Regions from separate parts of the Gossypium hirsutum genome. Here region 2 is linked to region 1. A link is a contact called in public Hi-C data. All regions are on one chromosome and are shown on one strand. Each heading gives the region's core, a stretch centred on a gene start, on an enhancer-like site or on the middle of the called end of the contact. The rest is flanking DNA. Distances are from core to core; before and after follow the strand shown.

Evidence for each region. Hi-C and Micro-C count contacts between places; a contact is called where the count stands out from the background.
Region 2: a Hi-C map of leaf shows a contact between it and region 1, with 2.5 times the contacts expected there. The contact joins the promoter of LOC107951451 here to the promoter of LOC107952035 in region 1. A contact is called at or near these places in 2 of 34 Hi-C or Micro-C datasets (both in leaf).

Annotation. Positions count from the first base shown.
Region 1 is chrA02:14,304,712-14,310,085 of Gossypium_hirsutum_v2.1, forward strand. LOC107952035 (aldehyde dehydrogenase family 3 member H1) reads right to left here and starts at 3,915. Exons shown (of 10, transcript XM_016887275.2): 1 at 3,416-3,915; 2 at 1,503-1,571; 3 at 1,308-1,404; 4 at 996-1,202. The coding sequence starts at 3,640.
Region 2 is chrA02:15,109,633-15,114,683 of Gossypium_hirsutum_v2.1, forward strand. LOC107951451 (prolyl-tRNA synthetase associated domain-containing protein 1) reads left to right here and starts at 1,666. Exons shown (of 12, transcript XM_016886515.2): 1 at 1,666-1,813; 2 at 2,566-2,625; 3 at 2,718-2,771; 4 at 2,853-2,866; 5 at 3,048-3,132; 6 at 3,433-3,482; 7 at 4,227-4,309; 8 at 4,819-4,889; 9 at 4,977-5,051. The coding sequence starts at 1,775.

The DNA of each region.
Region 1 (5,374 bases), core at 2,665-5,164:
GGATCTGAAAATGTTCATGCTGAAGAGAGATTTCAGTGGAAAGAGCCAAACTCACTAAGCCCTGATGTTTTCTGCTTCATACAGGTTCCAAACCAGATAAGGGATAAAAGTCACAGTATGTTGGCCAGGGAGCCAGTGATGAATCATAACCACAAATCATCACCATAAATCCTAGAGAGAGAAAAAGCTAGCCAGGAGAATCTAGAACGAATGTTTGTAAGATAAGCCGTTGAAAAAGAATTCCGAGTCATATACTGGCCAAACATGAATAAGACCTGATTTTGCATCTAACACTGCATTCATTCATAGAGTCATCTAAACTAGATCAAAGCTACAGGTAAACATGTAAACTAAATGCTAAAAAGGAAACAATATTAAATGATCTATATCACCATGACGCCATATGGCTCCTCACCATGAATCTATGATGGATAAAGAGTCCCGAATCCACACAGAAGACATTTAAGATTTCAAAGCTTGATCCCCAGATCTACCCCTCCTCCTCCATCAACTAATCTTATTCTTGGATCTTGTTTGTGAAATTGATAAAAATCAATAATTTTATGTATTTTTATGATTTCTATATGTATTAAATTACTATAGTCTGATATATATATTTCCTTCATTTTATTTCTTTTATTTATTGTTTTCTTTCTCATATTTCCTTCAGATGAATATAAACAAAAAAAAAAACTCCAGAGGCTATTTTTTCATTTCACGGGTTGAGATATCCACTTCGAATTTTTTTCTGATATACATGAAGTAAATAGAAAAAGATTCGAAGTTCCTATTTTTCAATCTAATAAAATATTTAATAATATTAAATTAAATAATAGGACCCAAACTGTGGTTTGATAACAAGTAATAGAAAGATAATATCCACTTTGATCACAAACTTCTAGAAGCCTACACATATGAACCTTAGATAAAGTTGCCCAAGTGTATTAAGACATAAAAGATTGAACTGGAGGAGAAGGACAATTATAAGCAAGGACCTGTATACAGTATTTTGTCCCACTTTTGCTCAAGTAGTGCTGCAGTTTCAGGAACAGCCCCTTCAACAACCTTTATGCAAGAGCTATCCAAATACTCAGCTACTAGCCTTGCAAGCAACAATGATGTGGCTGGAGCGATTTCTGACGGCTTTAAGACTATAGCATTACCGGCTGCAATAGCTCCAACAATTGGATCTAGAGACAACACTGAAAGAAGATATACAATTATAGTCATCATTCCGACAAAATTTAGAAATTAAAAGAAAAAGAAAAACATGACTGTAAACAAGTTCACCACGGAGTTTAACATACAAAAAGGATAATTCCAAGCTGAGATTACTAACACCACACCCAATGGTTCAGATACAATTTCAGCAGAGGAAGGAAATGTAACCAATGAAGTTTTTGCCTGCAAGAAAGGCAGGTTAATCATATTCAACTCTTTAATACCAAAAAGAAAACTAAATGAAAGCTTCCACCCATTTGAGAGGTATCCAAAATATTTACCTTTTCTGGCATCATCCAATGCTTCATGTTCTTGACTGCCAATCTAAATGAGTTCTTTAGCATTGCTATCTGAAGTGTCAACCATGTCAATATCAGAGGAAAAAGATTACTTATTTTATGTGGGAGTTCCATAGAAACGAAGAGCACACTCGGGAGGCCAAATATAAATAACTCAAATATTGTTGCCTTCTCCATAGTTCTTGTTTTCTAATTAGTGTGACATTTAGGGTTAAAACAAAGATATCAAACATCAAGAGTTACACAAACTTAATAAGAGGATGACATCTCAAAATAAACTTGCCTGTATGACAAAAATAAATTGCTCCAGAACAATAGTAAACTAATATATTAATTTTCCAAGTTAAAAACCTAAAAGTAACCGACTTTTATCTTCAGCCAAAAAGTGACACTGAAGCCAAGAACAACCATTTAGGAAACCTCAAAAGAAAATTTGCTTACTGTCCAACATTCATTATCATTAGCTCTTAAATCTAATCAACATAACACAAAAGGTTGACTTAAATGATGCATATAACTATCTTAAAGTAAACCACGCTAACCTCCACATTTAATCCAGAGACTGAATATATATAATTTAGGCATTTGGCTCAAATAATGTTTCTTTCAAACAAGTGGCAAACAACTGTGACTATAAACAGATGACAATTTTCAAAAACCTCCTTAAGTATTCATTGGCGATAATCAAAGTTCATTTAGCTTTCATGCCATTATTAAGTATCCCCACATTAATTAATCAAAACTACAATTATCCTCACAGCAGTAGTCTATCTCAGTCAAAGCTCCAATCACCAACTTATAATTATTCAAAATAACAGTAAATAGCAATACATCTCTCTATCTCTTTCTTTTTCCTAAATCCTGTCCACCTACTGATATACATTCCTGCATTGAAGTTTAACCGTTACTTATTATTCTTAATCCTGATCTCTACTAAATATGGGCAAGCGCAGGGACTATCTACCCCAAGCCCAGACATATTCCAAATAATTAATAATTTTGAAGAATCTTCACTGATAAAAGTATACTATAGAGGCTGAACAAAAAAACAAAAAGGGCCAAAAAAGAAAATATTTCTTACGATACTTACATCATGTGGCTGGAGATTTTAACCATGTGAGCAAGTTGGATTAGAAATAAATATTCGAGTTCTAGTAGTTTGGAACACTGCATATATCTAGCAATCATTTAAAGTCAGAAAACTGATCAACCGTTTTCAAGAAAAAGTTAACTGTTAGCATGCCATAAATGCTACTTGTGCCCATCAAGATTTCAATTCTGTCACGTATTTAAACACTTCTAAAACCTTTTCACACCAGCAACAATAGAGAGAGGATTCCTAAAACTTCCCAACTGTTCTCTTCATGTATTTCACGATTCTCGAGTTGGAGCTTGACACGAAACAGGGTCTCTCATAAAAATTTATAATATTAATACAAATGTATATCTAGACATGAAAAACTAAATAAACCCCCCAAACAGCACCGTTAGCTTTAAAGACAAAGTAGTTGAAGTTGTTTATCAGTAACCAAATAAAGCCATCAAATCTATTTTATGAATATTCTAATCTGGAGACTGGTCAATAATTAATAACAAAGTTTTAATAATTTAAAATTGAAATTCAGATTCATTCAGTAACCAAGTCCAACAGTAAAGTTTTTATGATTAGATATAATTAAATGCCAATCAAGAATTGTCCAGAGCTGACTTACAGCCGCCTATAGACTTTGTACTAAACAACTAATGCTACGTGAAATAACTTCATTGAATTCTACTTCTCATCCATTTTAAAATTTAATTAACTAAAAAACAAATCCAAAATCAATTTTTTTTTAAAAAGAAAGAATAACAGGAAAATAAAATTTCAAAATTAAAAAGAAATCAAAAGATTTGACCTCATAGATGGAGGATTCGAGTTCCGGCTTGGAAAGATCATCGTGAAGAGCAGCAACGATTTGCGGCTCCTTCTCTTCCATCATCTTCACCATGGCATTCAACTGAGTCAACCTCCATTCGTAGCTTTTAGTCTTTCCGGTTGCGAAGCTAGCTCTCAACTCCTTCACCAACTCCTTTGCCGACTCCGTACAAAAAACCGGCTTGTTCTCCACTTCGCTCGTCATTATCGTCCAAATAATCAATCAAATACGCTCCAACTATGAATCTTAAAAAAGGAACCGCAGAGAACAAGAAAACAAAATGAGGATTTTGAATTGATTGGACTCTGCCGGCGTTGATAATGATGATGTCTTACGTCACCTTTTCTTTTTCCTGCCAATATACTCAAAAACAACGAAACTGCGTATGATCGTAAATAGATCTATAGCACAAGAGCCCGTGACCCGGGCCATACCTCTGGCGTTTTCCTCAGCTGTGATCTATTAAGGTAAACCTTCACCTTCTGATGGGGGACCTATACAACCGATTAAAAAGATAAATTAATTTTTCTTTTTAACTTTGGACTTTTAGATTTAATTTTGAATTTAAAAATGTAAATAAATCATACCTGGAATGTTAAGTTGACGTGAATTTCAATATAGTTCTTGTCTTTATAAGAAAGCAAGATTTAAAAATATAAAAAAGAAAATTAATGGTAAATTCCATCTTTAGTTAAATAATTATTAGTGTATTTTTCTTTCGGTAACTAAGTTATAAAGACTTTCAATTTCACCGTTAATATTTAATATTTTCCATCTGGTTTTGTTCTGATGTAAAATGTTTTTGGATATGATGATATCATATTTCATAATTATTATAATAATATATTTAGTTTTCAATATTTACATATTTTAACAATTTAATTTTAATTTTAAATAAATATTACATTAAGCTAAAAAAAATTCAATTTCATCAATAATTATATCATATCATATCATATATTATATATTTTTTGAAGAAATATCATATATTATATTAAAAGGTCTTCAAAAATAATTTTATGTCGCGTGTTTAAAATGATGACAAGTCGATAGTGTCTTTATTGGACACGTAAGCATTTTATTTATAACACCCCAATATCCGACCCTATCGTCAGGCCTGAGTTACAAAGTGTTACATTTGTTGCCAGAGCAACTACAATCAATAACATCCAATTAATGTCAATATACCTTTAAATACAAGTAATTCATGCTAATTAAACAATGCATTATCATTTTCGGGCCTTAGACGAGCCTACAAAAGCTCTTTATTAACTCGAGATTGAAATGGATCAAATTGTAAATGATACAAAATTTTGAATTGATGTCGCGACTTTGGGGAGCTCCTCATCGGGACGTGACTTTCTGACTAGGGTTCGTTTGTAATACCCTATACTTGACCCGATTGCTGGGTTTGAGCTACAGTGTGCCACATTCGTTGCCGGAGCAACTACGATCAAATTAAATACAAATTCACGTCATCAAGCTATTATTCATAAGAATTATAAACAAACAATACAATAGAGAATCATTCTTGGGTCCTAAACGAGCTCACGAAAGCTTTTAATTTAACTCGAGATCAAATCAGGACTGAATTGTAAAATTTTTAAAATACGGGGTTGATGTCGTGACGTCATCATTACCATATCGTAACGTCACCAAACAATTTATCATGTCACAACGTCAGTCTCCGCGACGTCACTCACTGTTTGGCCTTGTTGAGACGACAGTGTTTCTCGTCTCAACGTGACATTATAAGCCATTTCTTGTCGCGACGACATGCATGTGATGTCACGATGTCACATACTATTTCTGCAATACCAACTCACAACTTGTGTTTTTAAGATACACCAATGCATATTCAATTTAACCTTATTATTTTCTTCTTTTTGACCAAATGTACAGTAAAAATAGGTTCCATAATAAGCCATAAAACTTTCA
Region 2 (5,051 bases), core at 416-2,915, 800 kb after region 1:
TTAACCGCATGTTATATTCTAATGATGCGAACCTTCAATTTCCAAATCTCGCCTACAGCTGCAAGTTAGGGAATGACGTTGTAGCTCTGCATCATATCCTTTGAAAAAAAATAAAAAAAAATATTAAAATAGTCATATGACTAATTAATTGATATGTCCATACATGACAACCAAACTCCAACATGACTTTTATTTATGATCATTGCAAAACATATCTTGATGGGAAACCATCTTCGTGAATGGTCATTTTATATAAGATGGACAAATTTGCATTTGAATAAAAAATTGTTAACCAATATGAGTCTGCTTCAATCAATGGTGAGCCCAATTTTGTTACAATCAACCTAGTGTCCAAGACTTTGGTTTATATTTATAAGAAGCATAATCGAAACACCAACTTTCAACTGAATTTTATGGTTGGGAATTCCGATGAATTTCAAAGAGTTTTAAGAATTTAGGAGGATATAATACAAATTGTTGTTCAAAATGAATATTATTAACCCTATCACCAACCTTATTTGACGGTGACAAAATAGTTCTATCCTTTATAGACGTCGAATTCTTGAAATTTCTTTCCAAATCGGGATAAGTGGATTCAACAATGTCACAAAATGAACCAGATCCATGTGGAATTATTTGTGACATATCATCCCCATCATGTTTGATAGATAGTAGGTAATCTACCATCACCAAATTAAACAGCCACTTATTGAAAGCAGAGATAGAAGAAGTTGTTGAATTCATATGAAATCGCATGTTTATGGTTAATTGGAAAAGGTCACAGTGATCCCATATTCTAGACTTGGTAATATAGAAGTTGAAATAATAACACTGCGCCTGCCCCAAGGAACATGTAATATTTGTCTGAAATCCCCTCCCAACAACATATTTACCCCATCAAATAGCTTATTTTCTGATGAATGATCATTGCATCGCAGAATATCCTACAACATGTACATCAGCCATTGGTGCTTCATCCCATTTAATCAGACTTGTCTTCCTTAGTAATCCAGCTAATGATGTACCTTACTTAACTTCGCAAGAAGAATTATTGCTTGATTTCAATGGGATCTTAAATGTTGAATGTGTTGTTCATCCACCATAATGCAACAATCTTACCCTCAGATCTTATTCGAGTAGTGACTGTCCTCCATAAATATGTTTTCCATGTGCCACCACTTGAATACAAAAAAGTGAAGCATCCAAAATTGTTATAAACAAAATTGATAACTGCATCGTATACGATCTTTGATCGACATTAAGACCATTACATAGTTCACTGTGTTTGTACTACCAACTCGTCCCTATCATAATTAATGAATTAACTTCATCATGATGTAGATTAGAGTTGTTATAATTAGTTAACTGTTGGTATTTGTTTCAAGACATGGGTGATTATGAACCTTGAAAACAAGAATATAGTAAATCAACTAAAATACTTAACAAAAAGTTACTCCACTCTACCAAACGTGGAGTTCAATTCTCATACTACTATTTATGCTCTTGAGTTTGTATCTTCGATTAAAAAATTACGGAAATGTTGTTCAATACGGGTGAGTTTCATTTGAGTGAGAACAAAATTTACCTTAAATTGAGATCGCACTGTAGGCCCAGTGCAATGGAGTTTCCGTAAATGATCCAACGAGTTTAAGCCCAAACCAGAATCCACCTCAATACTTCAGTAACAAATAAACCTATTCCAAGCTCATCGCTGATTTCTATATTGTTTGCTTTTATCTCCTGAACTTCAGTCTTCAGCTTCGACACAGAAACAATGGGTTATTCCAAGGATCAGCTGCTTGCTCGTTTAAAGGTTTCCTCTTTTTGATTTCTGGATAGCTTTTAGTTCTAATCTTTGTACAGTTAGTATCTAATTCGCAATATCCATTCAGTTTTTGGGAAATGATTCATTATTTAAACTACAATTGGGATTTGGGTTTTCATTATTTTTATTTAAATTCATTTATTTTCAGGGTAAGAATGGAGCAAATAAATTGCAAAACACAAATTAGGCTGTTACAATATGGTTTTCTCTGCTAAAATTATGAACTTTTATAGATATTTACACTATGAATTGGTGGAAATATTGTGAATTGTAACCAGTGGCCGATCTTGCCATTTGATTTTGGGGGCCAATTAGGAAACGAAGTATGTAGTTTGACCAATAGCTTAAAGCTGTGATCTTAAAGATGAAAATAGAAGAACACAAGGTGACAGATAACAATTTAAATTTATAATGCACAAAATTAAATTATAAACAAAATAAATAAATATAAATATATACAATTTAAATTTTTTTTGGGGGGGGGGGTTGGGGGTGGGGTAACAAGTTAATTTAGTTTAGCGCACACACTCACTCAAGGTGTTTCCAAAATGGCCCGTGACTCCCATGGCAATTCACCATTGATTGCAATCCTTCTAATTATATAGTTTTGATTCAGCACTATTTCTCTGTTTGTATCTGGTTATGATTGAATTCAAGAATTTATGGCCTTGCTTCAGTTTATGGTTGCTTTTCTTCTTTTGCATCTCTAGTGACTGGTATGTGCATTGGATTTTTTTCAGGAGCTTCAAATTGATTTTTCCCAGTATGAACATCCTGTTGTTTTGACTGTCGAAGCTCAGGTAAAAGAAGAGTGCTAAACTTAGCCGATGAGTCCCTTTTGAGTAAACAAACTCATGCATTTCATGGATTCTAAAATTTTTCTTCTCATCAGGCAAAATATGTTGGGAATGTGGGAGGTGCACTGAGTAAAAATCTGTTCTTGAAGGTATACACCGAATGAAAATTGGCATTGTTTCTGAGGATTATTCGAAACTTTCTGAGTGATTGCAAATGTTTATCCATGCAGGACAAAAAACATAGGTACTATGTTGTGTCTGCCCTTGCAGATACGAAAGTAGATATGAAAGGAACATACTTTCTTTCCTGCTTTATTTTTTGTATAATGCATGGAAATAGTTTATTGGTCTCATATGTTGGTCTCAATATGGAAATTTTGAAGTAACTTTGAGAGGTTAATGTGAGTTTCATGTGGCTTTCAAAGCTGTGCAGTTTTATCTCAGAGGCTTGGTTTAGGAAAAGGTGGTCTAAGAATGGCTCCAGAAGAGGCATTGGGTGAGATACTTAAGGTGGGCAAATATATAAGTTTTTTTACACTTGTTTGTTATCAAATTTTTGGAGGTCATGTTATTATTAATGGATTTAGTTAAAGAAAAAATGACAAGCTACTTCTTTTCTTAGAAGATAAATAAATTTGGTAATCAATGTTTACGCATATAAATGATTGCCAAATATATGATTAGAAGATTATAGTTCACTATTTTATATTGTTGCTTTTGTTTCCACGCCCTCCCCCCCCTTTCAATAATGATTGTTATATGTATTTGCATTTCATTATTTTATGTTGCTTCTGTTTTCTTTTTTTTAAGGTGCCACTTGGATGTGTTACTCCATTTGCTCTAGTAAATGAATCTGCAAGGTATTTAAGTTTTATTTCCTTCAAGCTTTGAATTTACATTCATTTTAGTGCTGAATGGTACATGGAGAATTATCTTCCTAAGATCTTGAATTTAAGTAAATTCTGTTGCCTTATATATTAGAAGGGAAGTCCTTGAAGCTTTAGTAGCTTTTTCCTTTGCCAAATTGTATAGAAAGTCCTTGTATTATACTTTTTTGGTGGATTTAGTCACTTTTTTTTGTCTTCTTTAAATGTGCAAAATTTGTCTAATTGTACAAAAATGACAATGTCACATGTTTTAAAAAAAAAGCTACGGAATTAACAAAAAAAAAATAGCCATAGGACTGAAAATACACATTTTGAGAAGTAGAGGGATATAAGTGATCAATTACAGTAGAGGGATTAAATCTGAAAAAATGCATAGTACAAGGGCCTCTTACCCAATTTGATCTTTTTTCTTTTTGCATTCGTGTGTGAATGAAAGTGGCTTTGCCAATGTGAAAACCAAAGAAAAATAATGTATCGAGCACTGCAAAACCTTCTGCAATAGAAGATGATTCTAGTGTTAATGATCATTAGGCCTAAATTCTAGTGCAGTTGCTTCTCCCTTCTCCCTTCTTTCTCCTTCTCCTTCCCCTTTCTCTTATTTCTCTATTATGGATTCTGTGCTTAATAGTTTGTCTGTAAAGATTTGCTTTTTTGGCGGTTTTCTTCGTTGTATTTCTAGTGTTAATTTTCTGTTCCCTTTTTTTTTTCCATTTAAAGTCATGTCTCGCTATTGTTGGATAAAGGATTCAAAACTCAAGAGCGTTGCATCTTTCACCCACTTTCCAATGACATGTCAATCTGTAAGTTGGAATATATATACACCTTTTTTTCACCTTTTTGCAGAAAGATATATTCACGTTCTTGTTTTTCGTATTCAGTTCCATGCTTTATTTTGTTACCTAAAATGATTGGAGTGGTTGTAGGCGATTATTTCAAGATGGAATATGTTGAGAAGTAAATATCTTATGCTTTAGCATTGTTTTAACCTATTGCCTTTTTATATGGACAACATAAGCAAAAATGCTGGTTACGCTGAACCATCAATTCGATTCTTAGTGTCCCATTTTTAGTTCTTCCTATCAATTATTTGTTACGAGTATGAATGCTGTGTGTCATGGTATATGCAATTTGGGTTACTCAGGCATAGAACTCTTGTGATAGAAAAAAGGGACTGATTTACTAGGCTTTGGCTTAATATAACTGGAAATCAATGAGGAAACTTAGTCGTTATAGCTCTATATACCTTGGTGTCAGAACTTTTTATCTTTTCGGCATCTGTTTAAACTAACTTCCAATAATTTATTTCCAGCTCTTAATGCCTTTGGTCTTGACAAGTTTCTTAAATCAATTGGGAGAGACCCAACTTATATTGATCTGGAGGTGATTTTACTTTTTCCTTGATGTGTCCCATGTCACTGGTAATGACTTGTCAATTCAGCTAATCTAATATCCATTTACCGTTGGTAGGCTAACCCTCCTGTAGGAAAAGATCAACCTCCTGATCTAGCTTCTTTAGTTCCATTGGGTTCCACAGTTCTGCCT